Linked DNA regions of Anser cygnoides: region 2 is linked to region 1. Evidence: chromatin contacts called from public Hi-C data. All regions are on one chromosome and are shown on one strand. The core of a region is the stretch at or near the end of the contact, and the rest is flanking DNA. Distances in the headings are between cores, read along the strand shown.

The links. A called contact is a pair of places that touch in the nucleus more often than the background predicts.
Region 2: a Hi-C map of liver shows a contact between it and region 1, with 1.8 times the contacts expected there. The contact joins two enhancer-like sites. A contact is called at or near these places in 3 of 7 Hi-C or Micro-C datasets (granulosa cells and liver).

The regions. Positions count from the first base shown.
Region 1 is chr1:29,726,949-29,734,080 of Taihu_goose_T2T_genome, reverse strand. No RefSeq gene overlaps it. Among named protein-coding and RNA genes, the nearest start is that of IFRD1, 4.5 kb to the right of the region's middle. Within about 2 kb of position 2,055, at least 2 of the 3 cell types and tissues checked have open chromatin away from gene starts, as enhancers often do. A contact at or near this core is called in liver, where this site is marked.
Region 2 is chr1:30,071,558-30,078,406 of Taihu_goose_T2T_genome, reverse strand. DOCK4 (dedicator of cytokinesis 4) reads right to left here. Exons shown (of 51, transcript XM_066991669.1): 51 at 1,367-4,483. The coding sequence ends at 4,058. Among named protein-coding and RNA genes, the nearest start is that of IMMP2L, 20 kb to the left of the region's middle. Within about 2 kb of position 4,551, at least 2 of the 3 cell types and tissues checked have open chromatin away from gene starts, as enhancers often do. A contact at or near this core is called in liver, where this site is marked.

The DNA.
Region 1 (7,132 bases), core at 806-3,305:
AGGTTAAAGCAGCTTTTCCACCCAGGAGTGTGTCCTCACCTGTGGGCATTGAAGCCAGGGCCCGCACATAACTTCATACCGATGTCAGCTTGTTCATGCTCGCCTGTAACGTGATAGCTTTACTACATCACATGCAGTCATTTCTAGAATATTGGAGGAATGTTATAAATATACTTGGGCAGAAAATGCCTGATGTTGAGAACAATCACCCAGAGAGTGACAGTCAGAGCTTCTATTTAGCATGTCCAGCAGCTTCACCAGTAGCTGGAATGTGCACCCCTCAAAATATAAGCTGATAAAATCTTCCAGCATCACGAAGATCCCTTGAGTACAGAGGGATGGGAAGGGAGCACACAGTCATCCTGTGGGGAACAGGAATGCAGGTATGCAAAAGTATCTGGGATACGACAGGTCTTTGAGGCCCCACAAGGTGTACAACCTGATCTTTCCTTGATGGACTTAGGTAGACTAAAAGCCATGTGTCTATCTCCCCTCATGATACTGCAGAAAAACATCAACTCTCCCTTTCTTGGAAATGACCTTTATCACTCCTCTCCCTATCTTGCTCAACCACCACACTGTAAACCAGCAGCTGAAACAATCTTTCCCCTCCACCAGTTAACCACTCTTCGTATTTCCAGTTTTTGGTGTAAAGAGAAGTACGAAGTCTGAATGTTATTGAGACTGTGGAGCATGGGCTTTGGCAGATCCTCGCAGCTTCGGTGCAACTTGCAGTGAGAAATCACCTTTCAAATAAGCTGCAATCAAATAATCGTCTTTCAAATAAGCAGCAGTTTCCACTGACTGAATGGTAATAAGGCTGTGATTGCCTAAGAGCTGATAACAGCTTTATTGTTACATTTCCCTCTGTTCCAAGAACAACTTTATGATTAAGAAATGATACCTTTTGACGTTCGCTATTTGGGCAGCCTGGCAAATGTATAGGCAACAAGTTGGTGACTATTCAGCACAGAACGAGAGCTTCTGACAGGAGTTTCTTGTTCTTGGGAGCAGGCAGACCAATGCTGCCACTGATGGCAAGGACACAAAAAACAAGAGCGCGTTAGTGAAACGTAAAATTGCCGTATGAAGTGGCGGGTGATGTCTTTATAGAGAAGATTTAAAATATTGCCCAAGAAGAACTCACTTTAAGATCTGGGCTGACAGAAATTAAGTAATAATTCAAAAATTTAATAATCTGAAGTGAAAGATCATGGACTTCAGACTAACAAGAATTTCAAGTCTAAACTAGAGAGTTAATGAACTGTAAATGGTGAGGAGGGAAATATAGTGCAGAATTCAGGCCTGTTAAAAGTTAACTAGCTGGCAACTGTTTCAGGATATTTCTGACAGAGAAGTATGAAAGCTACTGATGACAGTGATGAGACTGTATCTGGAATACTGGAATACTGTGTTTTTTACCATGAAAGATAAATTCTCATCAGGACCTGTGCAGAGAATGGCATCAAGAGATAAAGAACAACAGCATTAAAGCCTGGATTCATGATCCCCACCTCAGAAACTTCACAAAGACATGTCGATTAGGGGCACAGTCACCTGGGACTCCTGCAGGTGATGGAAAGAGGTGGGTATCTCCAGCCATTCAGCCTAAGTTCTGGCTAAGTTCCTAAATTAGACATTTTATTTAAATACTTTAAGCTACATGCAAAGAACATTGCCCTACATGGTGCCTTCAAAAACAAAGTTTGAGAAAGCAACCAGCTGCTCTCAGAAGAGTAAACACCACAGAAGAGGTGAAGGTCAGGTTTATCAGCAGGACAAACTGATAAATGCTGCACATGAATAAATTGCTCTGGTAAAGAGAAAGCTGATTTTTGGAAACAGCCTCCCACATGTAGATGGATTCTTAACTAGAACTAAGTTGCAGCTGAACAGGTTAATTTAAGATGTTATATGAAGAACATACCTGGAAGAGCAAACATTTAGACAGGCAGATACAAAGAAATCCCTTCCAATCCTTTGTGCTGCGCTATTCTATTTGGATTTTTATCTCTTAATACGAACAGGACTAACGCTTTACATCTGCATTAAAAGAGATGCCTTGCAAACCAGCATGTTTTGGCAAAGAGCTAATGGAAGGTGCTGCCACTTTGTCATTGCTCATGTGCATCACGCAGAGGCAAGAGGAAAATCTGTTTCCTGGGATCAGAATTGCTCAAGAGGAAAACAACCAAGAAAGCAATGAGTTTCTGAGCTTCCCATGTGTAGTTGCACAGTATATCTCAGCAAACCACATGAAATTACTTGTGCTGTCTGAAGTGAGGGAGGCCTACTCTCCTAAGCAATAGGCAAGAGCATTGCAAGGGTACTACTGTTCGGGAGGATCTGGAGTGCCATGAACCTGCTTCCCATAGTCGGTTGCATGCGTAGCATGTGCAGTGGTGTAGACAACTGATGGCAAGCTAGGCCAGGCTAGAGTCCTTCCACTTTCTGGCTGTTGCAGTAATGGAAAATCATTGCCCATGGAGCAGCTCCGCTTGTGAGTCTGAAGTGGCTGGACATGCAGTTAGAAGTTTCCCTGCAAATACAAACAAGGATTATCGATTGCATCTGTGTGTTTACAAATGAGGTGGCAGAGCACAACCAGGTACCTGGCAAGCAGCTAGAAAAGGACACGGGACTGTGAGCATGGAAAGGGCTTGGTTTAAGCGTTGGCAGAAATGAGATTTGGCGTATTGTCTCCTGCTATTTAATCCTTACTGGTTTTCGGTGGAATGAGCCTCTGTACACATTGCCTGAGATAAAGGGGCAGAAACAGAAAAATATCTGATTCCCCTACAAATGCCACTGAACATTGGCTAACTGCTCAGGTCAACAGGGTTGCAATGCAATAGAAACATGTTTGCTGAGGGGAACAAGATGTGTACTCCTGATTGTTGTACCACATGATAAGGGAAAGGCTGTGTCACAGTCCTCTAATTCTATCCAACCCTGATAAGTCGCAAACAATTTTTTGGGGGGTGGAAGTCATTAGGAATTTTAGGTTTAAACTTGAACTTGGATCTAAAGAAATCATTTTAAAAATATTTCATTTTAGAATAGCAGAAAATTGATGATTTTCCTCAACCATATTGAACATCATAGAGGCTGATATTAGGAAATCCGACATTTTGCAAAACAGGCTGAGAAACCATGTGAAGCAAGACACAAACCAACAACAGATAAGATTTTAAGAGGCACGAAACACTGGCTTTTACAACACGGTTTTAAAACAGCACAATGTTGATTACCCAAATTTATTTCACTAAAGCCTCACAACAATAAACTAGAGACAAATCCAGCATCCCATTACATTTTTTCTATTTTATTCACCTTTATTCTAGCAAAATATTATTAGCTATTGCAAAATGATTGCAAGGGCTTAAGTTTGACAAGGAGGCTTGTCTTTCTTTTTCCAGTTGAGGACAGCTGATATGTAATGCTGTTATGGTCAGGAATAACATTTGTGGTCAGTTGCTATCGACAGTGATGGTCCAAGTCCAGGAGGCCAAATTTAGATGTAAAATTAATAATGGCATATGTACCAGAGAGCTTAAGTATGGATTGTTTCTTTCTTTCTTACCAGGAAAAGCTCTTACTGAGGTCCAAGAAGGTTTGGCATGAATAAGTCACAAGTATGGAGTGAAGGATCTGCCTCATGAAAAGGAGGTAAGTATCAGTAAAAAAATGGATAAAATCAGCCGAAAGTTCTGGACTAGGGACCCAGCTAAACCCTCTTGCCTTGGAAAGTCAGGGTATTGTGTGACTGAAGATGTGCCCAACTGTATAAAATATATAGTATTTGATAATGTGCATAAATATTCTACTGCAGAGTTAATTTAATGAGGATCGTAAATTTAAAACAGCAAAATACATCTTTCTTTTATGTGCAAAGTGCAATACATGCCTCTAGCACATACATATTGTAAACACCCCCAAGGTTGTGAGAGGATATCTGTGTCCATTAACCGCCTAGCTGATTTGCATGGTCATGCCTCTAAGCAGGCAGACCTTCTAAATCCAGACACTCACCATAAATAATTGAACTTCTTTCCCGATTGCTTTCTTTTCCCTCCAAAATACCCTCTGAAGGTCCATACACACAGTGCTGCTGAAATTAGGGAAAAGACCACAGGCTTGTTTCGCATTACCTTACGGTACTGGACTTCAGCCAGCTGTAGACGTCAGGAACCTTCGGTGTTTGAAGTTACTTCTTCAGCTAAGGCCAAAACTCCCTCGGGCTCTAATAATAGCTGCTCCAATAGCTAGCCTGCCGTCACATTTAATTTTATTCGGGACTTAGATGTTTGACCACAGCTGGCTGGGATTCCAGAATATAAATAAGAAGGTGGGAGGTAAACGATGTATGAAAACTGAAAGGACCTCCAACCTGGACACCGCACAACTTCTGCTGTAATGTAATGCCCCTGAAATATTATAGTGGGAACTGTTTAGCCCTTGAACATGCGTTCCAGCACTCAAAGGGAAAAAAGCTGCAGCTCTTGGCTTTTCCTCTCTATATTTTTATTTGCGGTTTGCATCTTACTGTTGCACATTAAGAATTTGTGCTACTTGCGATCACAAGCTCAGAAATTTTGTCGATGCATACCTGGAAGTAGATGTGTGTATCTGAGCACCTTTGCTCGGACTTTACAGGAGCTTTCCCCCCAAAGTCTCAGCCTTTCCTCCCAGGCATACGACCAGGTACCCTGGAAGGAACAGAATGAGCCTACAGAGACAAGTCACAAACAAGTATACCACAGTAGCGACTGTGGCCATGGCAGAGGGAGGTTGTGGCTGTAATTTGTTATGGGCACATTTATTTTGGGCGCTGAGGCTACACATTAAAGCTGAGAACATTAATTTGGAGCATTAAGTGTTCCAGGGCAAGGCCTGTGGTGCTGCTAACAGGTTCACGCTCTGTCAGTAAGGTAGTCACTGGCACTTTGGAGTATTGGCCACGGATGCCCTTAGCGCGGCCCGTGTTCCAGCTCTGTGGTCTTTTCTTGCTTCTGAGATCTTTTGTGGTTGTGAGAAAGTTGATTATGCAATACAGGGTAACCAGTACAAGCCTGGGACTCTCTGTGGTGTCTTAAGGGTCATATTCAAAGGAACAGCAGAAAGGAAGAAAAGAAATCCAGGGGATTTTGTTTGCAAAGATAGGAGAACCAGCATGTTAGAAGAGGAGGAAAACACCCACATGAATCAAGGATCCATGTGACCTCTTGAATTCCTAGCTCCTCCCCTTCATTTCTGACTTACAGCACTTAATGGTGTAAAAGGTATGTCTGACTATGCCTCCAATTGTTCATTATACGATGGTGGTTTACGTGTCTCTTGAATAAACTCTGGCAATAAAATACTAAGTCTCATATACCTTCTCAGTTACGTGTGCACGCCCCTCAGATGGGCTGAAGCTCTTCGTTACACCTTTTCTTAGGTCCTTTGTCAGAGTCAAGCTGTCTGTGCTCAAGCCAGCTCTGCCATGGTGCTGCTGTGCGGCCTCAGATCAGACTGCTGCGTGAGAAAGAGCTATACGAAGCAGGGCCTGCTTGCTTTCACTCGGAAGCCCTGGTCCTTGCCTGAGCTATGCTACAGACATGCCTGTGGCTGGCCATATACCTGCTGGCCCAGACCCTGACCCAGCAGAGCTGATCTCAGATCCTCCTCTTCGCTGCAGGCTTATCTGATGCTGACCACACCAGCGGCCGGTCCTGGTTATTGTCACTGAACCTGACTCGGAGCTGACTTGCTGGCTTCACTTTCTGGCTTGACCTCACACCTGCTTGTCTCTGCGGTCACTTGGATCCTCTGGCAGCCTGTACTCCTGGCTGAAACTGGTCACCACCACCTGACCTGCTTTGCTCTTCTTCTTTGGGTGCTGTGGGACTGCACCTGCTTGGCAGTGAGGCCACTCTCATGCCTGCCTCGGTGTCATCTTTGGCTCCCAGCTCGCTTTGCCTGACAGACCTGCCTGCCCCTGCTGCTGCGTCAAACGCTTTTCTCCGGGGGATGCTAACTCCCACCTCTGCTGGTACCACTGGTGCCACTGTTACTGTGACACCCGCGATACCAGTCGCTCCAGCGCGAGCCAGACAATAGGTACACAGACTTCTGACACCACGTGACTCTCCTTTTAGCCAGAGATTTTTGTCAGAAAGTAGTCTTGAGCCAACCTAGTGGCGCCATGTGTCCCTGCCAGTATGATAAACCAGGATAGCGGGCAAGAAGTCAACAAGCAGGACAAAGAGCCTGTTCTGTCACAGACAAGCTGTGCAAAAGTAAGCAGTGATATGCAACCCCTTTTGTGAGATCTCACTAAGCTGCTGGTCAGATATCCAGGGAATCTTGGTAACCTGGCAAGAGTGTGTATCAGAATATAAGCCACAAGTAAAAGTCAGAGGCAAGGTGGTCACAGATACAAAGTAGTCACGGGTTCCTTGTTTTTGTCACATTTTGCAATTTATTTTGGTTGTCTGAGTCTGGTAACACCTTCTTGTACTTCAGCAGCTGCTTTTTCCACCTGAGCCTCAACTTTTTCTCCACCCCCCCTCCAGGGGTGTTGCCTCCACCTGTCCTGGTTAGACCACCTTCACACTTGTCGTTCCAGCTGTCACACCTGCAAGAAGTTCAATGTTCAACCTAATCCTTGCTGGCAGCTTAAGACAGCATTGTTTTGAGACGAGGGCACCAGCATGAAGGCAACGACTCCATTTAAGTCTGGGCCAACTGGTCAGCCTGTACCTGTGAAAGTAACTTATCCATTAAGAGAGCAGACATACAGGAAGGTGTTAGGACACGGCTGACCTTAATAAAACGGTATTGGCATCTTGCATTTAAAACACACCTACCACACAAGCTTGCTCGGCTGCTATTAGGAGCTGTTGCTTATTCAGCTCCCCTGTTCTAATATTGAGTCTTGCGTACCCAGGGGTGCAGTTACACCTCCTGTATTTAATTAAAACTCCTCCACCTACTTACCTGGAAGGCTGTTTTTTTTCCCTAACATTTCACAGGAACCATCTCGAAGGAGAAAAATTGGTGCCTCTGAGACACTCTTGTGCTGCCCTGCACACAGGCAGTGCTTACTGACTTTTGTCCCTTTTTTTTTTTAAACAGGATTTTAAAAGAA
Region 2 (6,849 bases), core at 3,302-5,801, 340 kb before region 1:
TTTCCCTACTTTTCATTTACCTTTTTTTTCTTTCAACTGGTTACCTTCGCCTCACTTCTACCACACCCTTCCTGAAATAAATAGAAACCCAGGAACAGTGAATTAGAGAGGAGCTACGACCTGTGGCCTTAGCACAAGTCATAACCTGTGTGCGTTTGCCCAGCCGTGCCTGGGAGGCTGGTGTCGTAGGTCGTGTCCTACTGCAGTCTTCAAAGCTATCAGCCTGGTATCACAGGCACACCGAGTTCCTCACAGAACAATCCAATTGAAAACAAAATGAAACAAAACAAAACAAAACAACCCAGTTGCCTCATCAGCAGCCTCATTTTACCTCCCAGGAAGAGTCACGCATCCCGATGCTTGGTGCACAGGTGAGGTAGGCAGCTCAAAACATTTCGTATTCCTGAGGCTTGCAAATCTTTGCCATCTCATGGCGAGAGGAGTTGGTAGTGTTATTCAAAGCAACTAATCGCAGATGTCTCTATGAGACGCGTGTCGAAAGCTGAGCTAGAACTACAGGGAGGAGAAAAAGACGGGTTACACATGCAGAGGGCTTTCTCTTACAGAACCTGGTGGGGAAAGGTTCAAGGTCAGGATCCCCCAGGCTCCAGTGGCGAGCCCCCTTTCGCCCTGCCCCAGCAGATGGGGCTTTGCCCTGCCCGGCCCACCAGGGTGTTGGGGTAAAGCCCGGCTACCAGAGGAGCCCTGGAGCAACCAGTGGCGTTTGCTAGCCCCTTGGGTTACTGGCACAACATTGCTGCATGCCTCGCTGCACCCAGCCACACTCAGACACGCTGCTTTTCGCCATTTACACCTCAAGCATCATCCATCCTGCCGATAGGTATCTTTTGGCTGGGTCACGGGGCTGTTTGAAGACTCCCTTGGACAATTTGCAGGTAAGAAGAAACTGGCAGGGCAGGACGGCAAGGTGCTGTCTTCACACAGAGGAGATCTGCACGTAACTGCTCTGCTCCAGGTGAACCCGGTCATATCCGCACTACCCTAAAAACTTTATTAGCAAGAGCCAACTTCAGCTTTGTGCTCCTCTCGGGACACAGGCTGTGATCTGCCTTGGGACTTCAGCTCGCTCCCACTTAGAAGCAGGAGCTCACTGGGGGATGGGGCCGAATTGTGCCATTTGCGAGCCAGGCAGCTGAGCCTGCAGTCGCTTCTGTGGCATCCCAGAGACAGCAGCAGCTCAAACGCAGTTTGAATACACGATCATCCCGACCATGGCACGTATGTTAGCTAACGCTCCAGCTATTGAGAAGAAACAGCAACTTGTTCTTGTGCGTCTGCTTTTACGAGCTTCTGAATTGCTCACCATCATCCCCAAAGTGACCAAACTACATTTAGGAGTGATGCATAAAATTCAAACGAGACCTTTATTTACATTAGGGTTTCAAGCTCTGGATATTGCAACATACATAACAAAATTTCATACTACATTTTTATAGGAAATCAGGTTGAAAAGCTGATCTACAGAATCAATTTGTCAAAACCGGCTAAGCAGAAAATGTGTCAGCTCAGTTTTAGAGTACTCTGTCAATTTTATACCATCTGCTATCATTCAGAGTATTCCCGATGTCATGGTTGTAAAAACAGAGCGCTCATGCAGGTTAATTTACAGTGAACTCTCACAGTGAATTTCACGTTCTTCACTTGTTCAGAAGAGCAGGTCAATGCTCTCCACCTTGTCTCACAAAGCAATTAAGGATCCAAACAGGGAGAAAACTAGATCCATCAGGAGATATTTAATAGAAATGAACGTGGATTTAGCAAGACAAGGAGTCAGAACTTAAATTCCATGATAAACTGAATTATAATCTCTCATTCCGTAGAAAAGTTGTACTGTAAAGATTAATCAAGTCATTTTATTCCAATATTACCATTATGCAGCAGCCAAGACGAGTGTCTAGGTAAACAGAAACTCGTGAAACGTTTTGCTGCAAAGCTGACTTCAGTAACACACACACATGATAAATTCAACAACTCTGCTCACTGCCAGAAATAAAAAAATGGCTTCAGGAGCAAATAACACTGATTCATACCGTGCTCAAGCACTAGCCAACAAAATCTATTAAACTACACAGGGGGAAAGAAAAACAAAACAAAACAAAAAGAACAAACAAAAACAAAAACAAAGCAGCTTTGTTATCTTACGTGTGACACCTTATTTAAATCTCAGGCATTACCTCTTTATATCAGCATAAATATGTAGCCTTCTACACCTTTTATGATGTGGTTACAGACACAAAAATGTTATAGTTGAAAGCAAGAGCTAGCTCAAGGAATTTCAGACTTTGAAATCAGCAAGATACAAAGCTAAAATTCATTTGTTCCTTTTCAAGTTATGAATACTTTCACTAAAACATAAATATTTTAACATATATTAATTTTTTCTGACATTCAAAACTGTAAAGTCAATATGGCAGAATTATTGTTAAAAGCACATATTTACAAATATTCTTTTTTCCATACATAAAGTATTTGGCATAATTATAACAATCTTACTGCATACACAACTGTTCGCTTCTTTTTCACATAATGGTACACTCCTTATTAAAATTTACCAATTATGTACAAAAATACTTGAACATTTATTATAGAAAACCTCTATAACCACCGTCAGCAGCTTGTAACTGCTGAAGGCTTAATTGAGAGAATATAAAAAGTGGTCACTTTCTTCCAGTTAAACTATCAACAAATCAGACACAGCTAAAATCGACATGAGCTTCCCAACAAAAGAGGGAGAATATTTTTAACAGCATGATTTAAAATGCAGTTCATACATCTGTTCCCGAGCACATGTTAAACAGTCAGTAAAAGAAAGAGGATACAAAAAATACATACAGAAGGTGCTTTTTTCTTTTTTTCCTCTCCACATTCCTACAACTTGGCATTAGCTTTCCAGAGCTCTCCAGATGCCGGTCACTAGCACACAACGTAAGGCCAAACGCCAGCCTCCTACAATAGATGATGGTGTCGAACTCGAGCTAAAAAGCAAACCCCAAACCTGACTCCACTGGTACACGCACATCCGAAGAGCTGTTCAGAATCTTGGTAGGTTGTTATCAAATTGTTAATGACCTTTGAACTCGCTTTTGAAATTTGTTGACAGATCCAGTAATTCGTGTTTTCTCAAATTAGTTCATTTAGTGAGTTGCCCTGGTGCTAGCCAGTGCCGATTCTTGTACACGAATGAAATGAACGTGTTTGTTTGTACCCAAGTAACACACAGACCGCATTTTAGGATGAACTCTTAAAAAACAGCAGAGAGCCTCCACTGGCAAACTGCTACTTTTTAAAAACAAACTAAAACAAAATCAGTAACTAGAACAATAAAGGTAAATTGCACCTCAAAAAGAAAAGGATGCACTGGGTACAGCAGTACAATCATGGCACAGAAATCTTACCGAGATTCACCACTGAGGTGCTCTCCACTGAACGAAATGCAGGTATTTCCCAATCTTAAAAGTAACATGAACCAAGTATTTGCTTCAAAAATTCCAAACCACGTTCTTGCTCAGTTCTCTGCAGTGTAACTTGCATCATATCTCAGTTTTTCCACAGACATTTGAAATGACCAACCTGTTCAGCAGATAAGAGAAACAACTTCCAGCCTACTTGCGGAAACATCCTAGTCTACAGACTACACTTTGTTAGAAAGCGTGCATTTATTTCTAGTAGTAAAGATCCAGTCAGTATATTCCGTGTTTTGTAAGAAGCATTCAGCTAGCTCAGATGAGAGTTGTAGGGTTTTAGATTCAACTTTTTTAAATAAAAACAAAGTACAAATAAAAGCATTTATCAGTATTCACCACCGTGAAAGTAAAAAAAAGCCTCTCATTCATGCTTCCTGCAATATCTGGCAACCTAAATTAGTAATTTCATTTTAAAATGTGCAACATAATATTAACAAGCATTTAAAAATTACTGAAAAGAAAAAGTGGGCAGAACATTAAAGTGCCTAACTAAACGCATTTTACCATTTTTAAAAAATACCATGTCCTAAACGGTCACGAATCGGTTGCGATTAAATACAAAAAGTGGCTTCTCATAACTGAGACACTTTTCGCGGCAGAGGCCTGGGCCGGGGAACCTGCTCAGTCCTCCTGCTGCTGTTCTCCAGGTTGTTCGGCCGCACCAGCTGCGGCTTGGGCGGCAGCGCCGGCGGGTCTGCGGCGGGCGGGATGGAGAGGCTGTGAGGTAGAGGAACGGGGCGTTTCAAAGTCCGCTCGTACACGCTGTAAGGTGGCGGGGTTTTGCTTTCTTTTCTCACAGGCTCCTCCGAAACGCTGTAGCTCGGGACAGTCACTGCTTGTTCGCTGCCTTGGCTTTCAAAGCCCGACGTCTCCGACGTGCTACATCGGCTGAGCGAAGAGATGCCGCTGCTGTAGCTCCCCGACAGCACCGGGGAATTGGATATGAGCCCCGAGGAATGATACTCCACTGGAGACGGCGTGAACGACTGCACGGACCCCTGCTCAAATGAAAGGGCGTAAGAAGAATTTACCCGCGGTAAAGCAGGGAGAGCATTTCAGCCCCCAGACTGGAAACAGACAGAGGCATTTGCACAGGTTCTGCGGTTTGATAAATGTAAAGCGCTGCATCTCGGTTTTAATTAAGAACCAGTGAGAAACCCAATAACGAGCTCATTTCAAAAGTGCCCAAGTACACCCTAAGCAGTGCTCATGCCAGTAATTAATTTAAGTAGAAGCAAAACTGTATTTAAATGTTATCTGATTATCATCATACTCTGGAAAAATCTGGAAGCCTTTATTTAAAACGAACTCTCGAGTTTCGCAGCTCTTTAAACGAAATACATACCCACGCATCGTGTGTGCCTAGTGGTGTCCTGCCCCCTAATGCCAAAACGCAGGACTTGCATCGCATTCAGAGCTGATGCTTCGATCTCTTCTTCAACATCCATTTTCCAAAGCTGTTCTCACGACTTTTAGTTTAGTCATGCAACAAAAGGCACATTTAGGCCGTGGTGTTTGAACTGCAGTTCCTCTGTCCCATCTCCCGGCTGTTTTTCAGACGCACCGTGCCGCTGTGCGTGACCCAAAACACCACCACAGCCCTGGGGACAAGGGTCCAGGGGAGGACAAAGGTTGCAGGCGCTACACCAGCAGCCCTGCGGGTCTGTGGGGAAGGTGAGGGACCAACGGCAGCACCGACGAGGAGCAGAGGCAGGGGCAGGAAAGCCCTACCTAACACCACGGAGCCCTGCTCTAGTGAAGCAAGTTCAGCTAACGCTGTCAGATGCTAGAGCACACCTTAAAAGTTGAAAAGGCTTTGCGACATTTCTGATTTTGACTAGAGCAGTCTGAGACAACCTAGATTTAATGGTCTCTAGCACAGACTAAAAAAGGAATGGAGAAATCATGTCAAAGACAGATTTCTGAGCCCGATTCTTATTAGACTGCCTGGCACCCAGCTGCTCAGCTTTAGGTGGAAGTGTGAGCCATGCAACAGGGGTGAGGAGGGGAGGGAGGGAAAAGGGGCAGAAAGGTACGAGCTGGCTGCACTGACTTTATTCTGTTGAGATAATCTCAGTTATTAGGACTGGATCCACAGCGCCCTGAAAGCAATGGAAAAATATTCATTTGCATCAGTGGGTTTTGTACTAAGACAGCCTTCTCTGGCAGAACATAACAGTTGGAAAAAAAGCTAAAGATCGAGCCATTCAAGCTATGGAAAAACAGAGCAAGTTTTCTTACAACCTCAGTACATGTTGAAAACATTTCACACGTTGTGGGGATGCTGCTTATTAAATACTTGCTTCAGATTCCGTCCCCCTGTGTGTAAGGAAGCTGCAGCTGCACTCCTATCCACACAAACATCCAGGGTCAAAGTTTTCAAATAAATGACGCAATAGGTTCAAGTTCCAAGAGCACTCGACACTTGGATTAAGTGACTATAGATAAGACTTAGAAGCTTTGCTTTTGTCACTCAGAACAAGAGCAAATATGCGTAAACCCTGCCTGCTTCAATTCAGGAGCTGAGCAGGGGGAAGCACTTAGCTCCTGACAGCGCTGCAAACTGCTCCTGTCAGTGGTGAGTAACAGTCTAGACACCAAAAGTGTCTGGAAACTCATGGATGCCTGAAGCGAGATCCAGCAACTCTCACAAGTATTCTGGGCCAACATTCCTCTCCTCCCAGGTGGCATTCCAGAGTTTGGCTGTAAAACGCTTAAATTCTGTCCGGGCCTTTAGAAAAAAAGGTTAGGATGAGCTTGAAATACCCCTAAGAACCAGCAGTACTGAGTCAATTCAAGAACGCAGGCCGTCGCTCGCCTTTTGTACGATATCCTAATGCTCTGAAGAGCTTCCTCGTAAGCAGCTAGTGGGAAACCTGGCATCAGCGCTCTCTTCAGCACAAGGTGTACCACGGCAATGGGACTACAGGGCACGTGACAGCAAGCACAATCCCTCTGTATTGAACCTGGTCCACTTTGCAGCCACAAGTGGAGAAGTAACAGGCTCACGGGACGATAAGCAGAAAGATGACTGTAGACTTGCATCTCCTTTTGCCACTGCTGGAGACAGCATTCTGGACTAGCTGGCACTTCTTACGTTTATTTCTTACACTCTATTTTGTCCACTGACTCAGGTGAGCTTGATTACACATATAAGTGAGAAGCCTAATACTGACAGGCTACAGAGTCTGAAGATTATGTTTCTTACCTGCAGTTTTGAAAATCTTCAGACCTGCTGTGATTGTTATGACTACTTACTTTTTGGATTTTGAATAGGCATATGATAATGAAATAAATATACTTATTTCAGTGTAATGAATGAAAGAGGTAATCCCAAATAACATATTTAACATATATGATTTAC